Regions from separate parts of the Sus scrofa genome. Here all the other regions are linked to region 2. The links are chromatin contacts, called in public HiChIP or PLAC-seq and promoter capture Hi-C maps. All regions are on one chromosome and are shown on one strand. Each heading gives the region's core, a stretch centred on a gene start, on an enhancer-like site or on the middle of the called end of the contact. The rest is flanking DNA. Distances are from core to core; before and after follow the strand shown.

Region 1 (2,702 bases), core at 182-2,681, 580 kb after region 2:
CGTTTTGTACACCAGTAGTTGATGCCTTTTCGTGGCCAGTTTTGTTTCTACATCGTCCACTGAGGACACACCACAGACTGTGTTTCCATTTGTCAAATGAGGGAGGGCTGGGGCGTTCCAGATTGGGGGTTATAAACAAAGCAGACACAAATGACTCACTTGTGAGTGAACTAAATTCTCATGTCCTTCAGCTAAATACCTCAGCATAGGTCGTCCCGTATCTGCTCAGCAGAAGTGAATCTGACTAGCATCCCTGAGGACTCGGGTTCGATCCCTGGCCTCGCTCAGTAGCTTAAGGATCTGACGTTGCTGAGCTGTGGGGTAGGTCGCAGATGCGGCTCGGATCTGGCGTTGCTGTGGCTTCGGTGTAGGCCAGTGGCCTGGGAACCTCCATATGCCGCGGTGCAGCCCTAAAAAGAGAAAAATAAATAAATACATAAATGCCTCCGAATAAAAATTCTGGTATTTTGTGCAAGGTGACAGAAATACTGTAGAGGAGTATACAAGTGTGTCTCTACATGCAGGTGCGTACAGACACTCCGTTACCCGACTCTGTAAGACACCCCTTTTCTGCTCCCGACCGGGGAAGACAGGAGGGGCTCCGTTTGCCACCCGAGTTGCCGCTCAAGCGCTGCCTAAGGGCCTTGACCCGGAGGACCGGCGTTTCCCTGCTTGTGCGCTGCGGACACGCTGTCACGGGACGTGTGATGTGGCACGGTGACATTTCCTTCTTCGGGGACAGAAGCAGCTCAGGGCCCCGGAGCAGGAAGCACAGCTCCGCGCTGCGGCCCTCCCTGCGGCGGCCCCACAGCCCTCGGCTGGCAGACCGCCCACCCGCGCTTCCTCTGCGGCCCCAAGGCTCCTGGGCCGCGGCCTCACCCTCGGAGAGAGGCAGGTCTTCCCAGAACTGAATGATGAACTGAACTCAGCAGGGTCGGTCCTCGGCTTACGCCTGCGCTGGTCGTGTGGACGGAAGTGGTGCTAAACTCTTCAAACGGGAAGGAAACCCGAGTGATAATTTTGGAGGGTCTTTGAGGGGTCGCGCCTGGTCCTGGCCTGCAGGTGGCCCCTCCCGGTGCAATGACTCTAGGGGCGCGGGGTGGTGGTGGGGGAGTCAAGCAAAGCAAAGCGAATTCCTGGAGCGCGCAGCGGCCGGAGCACGTGGTCCGCCCCCCCCCCCCGTGCGCGCTCCAGGGCGAGCGGAGGGGGACGTTCCGCGCGCGCCCGATGGGCCAGGCCGCTCCCCGCGCCCCCCTCCGTCGCCGCCCCGAGTACAAGGCGCGCCCCCGCCGCCCGGCCCGGGGCCCCTGCGCGCGCGCGCGCGGGGCGTGGAGAGGTGGAGGCTCCGCCCGCGCCCCACCCACGGGCCAGGCCCCGCCGAGCCCTGTCGCCCTTCGGCGCGGGCGGAGCCAGTGCCCGGGTGGCGCGCGCGGCAGCTGTTGGCTCTGGCACGGTGCGGGCCATGGCGTCGTCAGCGTCCTCGACGGCCGACGGGGTGGCGGTGGTGGGCAGGTAAGGGGTCGAGCCTGCGCGCCCGCGAGGGAGGCGGGTGGCCCGGTCGCCACCTGCGCGGGCCGGGGCGCACGGCGAGGCGCGGCGAGTTGGCTCCCGGTACAGCCAGGCTGCGTGCGATGCGGTGGCAGGCGGAGCAGGGACGGTGTCGGTGGGCACTGCGAGTGGGTGAGGGGCTATCGGGCCCCGGGGCCGCACCCGCGTGTTCTCGTCGGAGGGATGGGCGCCCGGGGGCTCGGCGGGAGGGTCACGTGCGGCGGGTGCAGTTTGCCGCCCTGAGATCGGATTGCGAGGTGGGAATGCGCGCCTGGGGGTGGCGACGGCGTCGGATCCGGGGGGGGGGGGTCCCTGTTTGCCGCAGCGTGTGTGTCAGGTTGGCAGTCTAACTTCCGTCCACGGTTTTCTGGTTTGCTCCCATCCTTTTCTTTTTTTTTCTTTTTTTGCCTTTTTCTGAACTTTCATATGGAAGTTCCCAGGCTAGGGGTCCAATCGGAGCTGTAGCCGCCGGCCTACTCCAGAGCCACAGCAACTCGGGATCCGAGCCGCGTCTGCAACCTACACCACAGCTCAGGGCAACGCCGGATCCTTAACCCACTGAGCAAGGCCAGGCATCCAACCGGCAACCTCGTGGTTCCTAGTCGGATTCGTTAATCACTGCGCCACGACGGAACCTCCCCCATCCCTCTTTTAAAACTCCTGCTATTTTCATTTTAAAAACAAGAAAAGAAAGGCGTTTCTGTGCCCCTTCCCGTTGGCAGGCAATGACAGCAATCCGCCCGCTTTTCCACGCTTGCTCTTGATCCTTAGACGCTCCTTCCGGGAGGCTCCAGGTCTGTCGGGCTCCGCTGCCGAGGTCCTGCCTGCCTGGCCCTGGTCACAGCAGGTCCTGAGAACACATCCTTGTCTGGGTCTCTCCTCAGAGCCCATGTATGCAGGGTGCGTGTGCTCTGGGTCAGCATTTACTCGGACAGGGCAATTGTGTGTGTCTGTGTCCCCTCCAGGCACGTGGGTGGGTGGCTGCCTAGCGAAGGAATATAAACAGGTGCACTTTGTGCTGGGTGTGGGCGCCATGCTTGCCTTGCACCTTTTGTCCCGGGGTCAAGTGTCTATCAGCTAGGCCTCGGAATGGTGGCCTGCCAGCTCCCCACAAAGGCTTAGTGACGTTTGGAGCCGACAGTACAGGTGCCCCT
Region 2 (2,700 bases), core at 110-2,609:
AGCCCTGTGGTCTGGCTCACACAGCTGCACACCGTCCCAGCTACTCCTTGCTGGGAAGGCAAGTGGAAAGTGGTTTCAGCAGCTGGGGAAGTGAGGAAGCTCCAAATGCAGACCCACTGAGAGGAGCTGGCAAAGGAAACGGGAGCAAGAACTCAGGGCAGATCATGACTAGAGGATCCAAGGAATAAAGTGGTCAGATTAGATTTAGTGGGGCGCTTGTTCTTCCTTTGGGGGTTTTTGTTTGTTTTGCTAACTCCGAGATGTCAGTGATTACTTGATAGGGGCTCTTGGCACTTTCACGTTGGCTGAAGTTACTGCATGCCCAAGTAAAGCTCCTGAAGGCTCAGGGACATTTGAGGCCAACGAAGTTGATTAAGGTAATTGACTCTGAAAAGTAAAGACCAAATAAGGGAGGATCAGAGACTACAAAACAAAGCCAAGGCATCTGCCTCAGCTAAATCCTTTCTTATGAGCAGTGAAACAGCCAGGACGGCCCTGTTGCCCCAAGCCTGCACCAGGGCAAACGACTAGGTCCCTGATGATAGGGACATGGGTAGGTGCGCTGCTGCATCCAACTTGGTACCAAGTGGGAACTAAACACCACCAAACACTTTACTAGAACAGACTGTAAATCCAACATTCAGCAAATAGTGATTGCCTGAAGGAAAGAGTGCGACTTTGGGAGTTCATTAAAGCTGTACGGCTGGGAGGGATAGGATAAGATTTAGCAAAAACCAGAGAGCAGACAAGAATCTAAGGACAGGAAGGATGAAAGAAGACACTGTGCCAGTTGTGCAAGATGAAAAAAGTTCTGGGTACGGATGGTGGTGACGGACGGTTGCACAAAAATGTGAATGTACTTAATGCCACCGAACTGTGCACTAAAAAATGATAGTGCTATGTATATTTAAAATGTAATATTTAAAATGGCAGTGCTATGAATATTTTTTAACCACAATTTAAAAACGCATTTTTAAAAGTCTGATGAGCTACTAAAGTGAAACAAGTAGAGCATAATTTTTTAAACAAGGTTGTTGTTTACTCGAGGCTGGGCGAGCTCATTAGCGTGAAAATCTGTGCAGCTCAGGCAGTTTTCGAATTTTAAACTCTGGACGAAGCGTGCTCTCCAGATGCGGATGCGGAGCAGACACTCTCCTCCGCACCCGCAGGGCGTTTCTTCCGCGCCCCGCCCACGCCTCCGCCGGCCCCGCCCACTCCCCCTCCCGCCCCTGAGGCCCCGCCTTGCCGCTGCTCAGCGCCGGCTCTGGGGCGGGGCGGGCGGAGGCCGCCCGGATCTCGCGACACCGCGGCCGCGCGAGTGCTCAGGCCTCCGTGGGACGCGGCGCCGTGCCGCCGCGCTTCCGCAAAAATGGCGGCGGCGGGTGGTGCGCGACTGGCGGCCTGGAGCGGAAGGCTGCGGCGCGGGCTGGCAGCCGGCTGGCGGGCCTGGCCCGGCCCGGGGCCCGTAGCGGCCGCGGCGGCCGGCGTGGCCCTGGCGGGAGCAGGAGCGACGTGGTACCACGGCCGCGTGAACGTGGCGGCGCCCCGGGGCGGCCTCACCGTCGTAGCCCAGGTATGGGACGGGCCCCGTCCGGCAGCGCCGCCGGGGCGGGTGAGGGGGTTAAGGAGCGGCGTCTGCAGCCCGTCCCGGCGCACCGCGGACCCCACTGGCGACGCGGCCCGTCGGTGACGGGGGCGTGTCCGCGCCCCGGCCCCTCCCCCGGGGCCGCCGACCGGTCCTCCGGGCCCCGGCCCGCGACTGCGGCCGACCGCGCGCTCTCTGCGCAGCGTGCTCAGGCTGCCCTGGTAGGGCCCTTTTTACGAGTGCAAGTGCCAGCCCTAAAACTGACCGGTTGGCGAGTGCCGGGTTTCATGGTCCCCCGTGAGCAGCTGCACTTAGTTACACGTAAGTGACGTGTCATAAACGTGATGCTCAGGCGGACTCTGAGTCCCAAGCAAAGCATTTCTTCTCAGACTTTCATGTGTGAAGGTAAAGGTCATATTCCCTGGTTCGGTATAACATTGCCACGTAAAACATTGGAAAATTTGCAAAAGCAACTTCTTTGAAAATCTCTAATGGACATTTCATTAAGTTGGTGTGGAATTTTTAAAAGTTAAAAGCAGTAGTCTTTTTCTTCGTTGGATTTCCATTATGCTCTTCTAAATGCCTCGAATTCTGAGAAACCCAGCAATACAAAAAGAAGAAAGCAGGCCTTGTGAATTAAAGTGAGTACTGACCGATAGTATTTTTTACTTGTATTAAATTAAGACGCCACCTGGTTAGTACCTGCAGTAACTCTCTCCCATCAACATACCATTTCTCATCACAGGTGGGAGCATCTAATAGTGTCTCATATCATTTTTTTTAACCTTGCTGGGTCTGGCAGTTCAATTTATTCTTCATTTTAGGTTTCTCTAACCTTATTTCATCCTGTCTGGTTAATCTTCCCGAGAGTATCACTTTAGCTGTATGATGCACGCTGCTTCGGAAATCATTAGTGCCTCCTTCTCCCCGATAAGCCACATTTGAAAACGTTGTCGTTCTGAAGCCACTCTGACTTACCACTCCTCAGACACACCTTCTCACCAACCTGCTTCGCTTTCCCCCTTAGTGTGGATTCCGGGTTCCGTTCACCCGTCTCGTGGTTTCGTGGCCCACTGCTAGCCTGTTTGTGTTTAAAATTCCTGACAGGACACTAA
Region 3 (2,700 bases), core at 133-2,632, 810 kb before region 2:
CAACGCGGGATCCGAGCCACGTCTGCAACCTACACCACAGCTCACGGCAACGCCGGATCGTTAACCCACTGAGCAAGGGCAGGGACCGAACCCGCAACCTCATGGTTCCTAGTCGGATTCGTTAACCACTGCGCCACGACGGGAACTCCAGAACACAGGATTTAGAGAGAGTTAAATACTTGAAAACAGGACTGTCCCACAACCTTAACAGTCCACTGTAGGATGTTTTACACCTGTGAGTGGCTGCCACTTTGCAATTACTTTCTTTGGAAGCACGTGTTCTGGAGAGGCAGGTTTAATAGGCGGCAAACGGAAGCTTCCAGTAAAATATTCCATCACCGAGAACTGGGTAAGATTTTTGAATAATACTGTAAAATCTATTTTCATATTTTTAAATATATATCCCGCTCATATTAAAGGAAGAAAAGGACATGAAGAGCCGTATAAAAAGTCTTGCTTAAAAAAAAAAAATTCCATTCAATTGCTTTACACAGATGTATCCGCTTTAAGGAACACCCAGCACAAGCACAGTCATCTCACTAAGAACTTCTGGAACACCAGCAGGTATCATTTGATAAGTAGCTATTTCACAGAAAAATGCAACATGACTGTCCCAGCATTTATGGACATCAACTATCCAGCAAGGGCTATTATCAACGTCCTAATTAATCCCCATTTAACCAAGTGATAACATGCAGTATGCACACGTCAACCATGGGTACTTTGGGGTAGTGGATAGACTCGCTTGAGGATGAAAGCACAAGCCCAGAGGAGAGGGTGTGAGACACGTGACCTCTCCGTGCCCCTCCGGGAAGCTTGGTTAGTGCCCCGCCTCTCCTACCTAACCCCGAAGGACTAGGCAGCGACCCAGGGCGTCGCGATGGGCAAAACCTACTTACACAACACAACTCACTATCCTAAAGTCAAATCCAGTCCGAGTGCCGCTCGGCCAGCAAAGTCTTTGGGGCAAAGACAGGCGGACGGTTTAGCCACACCTGGCGGCTCCCTAGCCCCGCCCCGCAGCCGCGGAAGGAGACCTGTTCGCTGCCCGGCAGGTGAGACGTGGCGCCGGCGGGAGCTGGGGGGCCGGGGGTGCCCGACCTCGCAGGGGCTAGTGTAGGGGCAGGAAACTGGGGAGCCGACGGCGGAGCGGGGGCCCGAGGCCGCCCTCTTTACCTGCCCAGCTTCCCGGGGTCCGGAGGCGCGGACCGGCCCCGCGTGTCCCTTCATTCCAGGTGGAAGGAGACCACCGTCTTCTCCGCGGACAGCGCGGGCTACTGCTCCGTCCTCCGCCCTCCGCGACGGCCGCGGCGACTCTGCTCCTCCGCGGCGACGCCGCACCCCCGGCCGCGGGCGCCCACATCCCGGCGCTGGCTCTGGACGCCGGGACGCGGCGCCGGCGGAGGCGGGGGCCGCAGACTCCGCGGAGCACACGGGGCGGGGCGGGGCCAACGCGGGGCGGGGGCGGGGCCAACGCAGGATCCCGCCCTCCGCGCCCCGCCCCGAGCGCCCCCGCCCCGCGCGTGCGTCCACGTGCCTGCATCGCGGGCATCTGCGCGATCGCCCGCGCGCCTGTAGACCTCGCGTCCTTCCGGTCCCGTCCCTCCTGCACGCTCCCTTCCCTCCTCCGCTGCCCCACCCGCGGGTCTCTTGCCCGCAGGTGGCCGGGTCCCCGCACCCGTCGCAGACTCCCGCCCGGCCCCTCCGCCGCCCGCCGGGCGCCTTCGGTCTGCTCCCGTGCCGCTGAGTCGCCTCGCGCATCTGGGGCTCCGAGCTGCGCTGAGAAGCGGCGGGTCTTCCCACCTCGGCCCACGAGGTACCAGAGCCAGCGCCGCCCTTTCCGCGCGTGGCAGGGCGTCCCTGCTGGTGGACCGGCCCTTCGCGGGTTCCGGAGTGTCCCCCCGGCTTGTCCCCCGCGAACCTCTCCGGCTCCGTTCACACGGCAGGGCCCGGCCCGGCCGCTGGGAGGCCCCCTCGGGGTTTGCAGAAACTGGCTGCGGCAGAAAAACAGTTTGGGACCAGCTATTCAGAGCGGGGCTCCTGAATAGCGCCCGTGGGCTACTTTTAAGAAGTACTGTGATTCTCTTTTTTAAAGCCTGGAGAGGTTCGCTCAAATGGTTATGTGGCGTAGTTTTCCTTAGTGCGTCGGTGTTTCCTCATTGACATCCACGCGCATCCCTTCATTCACACAGGAAAGCGACTTGATTTCAGTAGCTTGGTGTCTTTGGGAATGGCCTAGGTGTTGGAGGCGTCCGATGAATGTGCTAAGGAGGTAAATTCCCAAACGTTCGTGGAAGGATCACTGGACTATTTTATGCATTTTTAAATGGAGATACGCTGTTATATTTCAAACCAAATGGAAACATAAAGATGCTGGGATATTTAAAAGTGTTTTTCGTGTAGCAAAGATTATTGCAAGGCAGAAATATTTACAACTCTTAGATTACACTTTTTTTTTCTTCTTTTTTGATCGCCGCGTATGGAGGTCCCTGGGCCAGGGATCAGGTTTGAGCTGCAGTGGTGACCTGTGCTGCAGCTGTGGCAATGCCAGATCCTTAAACCCAGTGTGCGGGATCTGGGATCAGACCTGCATCCTGGTGCTGCAGAGATGCCACAGATCCTGTTGTGCCACAGCGGGAACTCCAGATTACATTTCTTAAAACAAACGTTTTCAAAGGTAGAAATCAAAAGCCAATTTCC

Evidence for each region. Promoter capture Hi-C pulls out the DNA fragments that hold promoters and counts their contacts. HiChIP or PLAC-seq counts read pairs in DNA pulled down with a chosen protein or histone mark.
Region 1: a contact with region 2 is called in an H3K27ac HiChIP or PLAC-seq map of alveolar macrophages. The contact joins the promoter of CRYL1 here to the promoter of MICU2 in region 2. A contact is called at or near these places in 1 of 5 promoter capture datasets (fetal liver), 1 of 47 Hi-C or Micro-C datasets (embryonic fibroblasts) and 1 of 2 datasets of contacts at active chromatin or transcription factors (alveolar macrophages).
Region 3: a contact with region 2 is called in a promoter capture Hi-C map of fetal skeletal muscle, with 4 times the contacts expected there. The contact joins the promoter of SGCG here to the promoter of MICU2 in region 2.

Annotation. Positions count from the first base shown.
Region 1 is chr11:923,894-926,595 of Sscrofa11.1, reverse strand. It overlaps CRYL1 (crystallin lambda 1), which reads left to right and starts at 1,431. Exons shown (of 8, transcript NM_213881.1): 1 at 1,431-1,512. The coding sequence starts at 1,463.
Region 2 is chr11:1,499,052-1,501,751 of Sscrofa11.1, reverse strand. MICU2 (calcium uptake protein 2, mitochondrial) reads left to right here and starts at 1,359. Exons shown (of 12, transcript XM_021065452.1): 1 at 1,359-1,573. The coding sequence starts at 1,370.
Region 3 is chr11:2,308,962-2,311,661 of Sscrofa11.1, reverse strand. SGCG (gamma-sarcoglycan) reads right to left here and starts at 1,382. Exons shown (of 7, transcript XM_021065455.1): 1 at 1,177-1,382. The coding sequence starts at 1,230.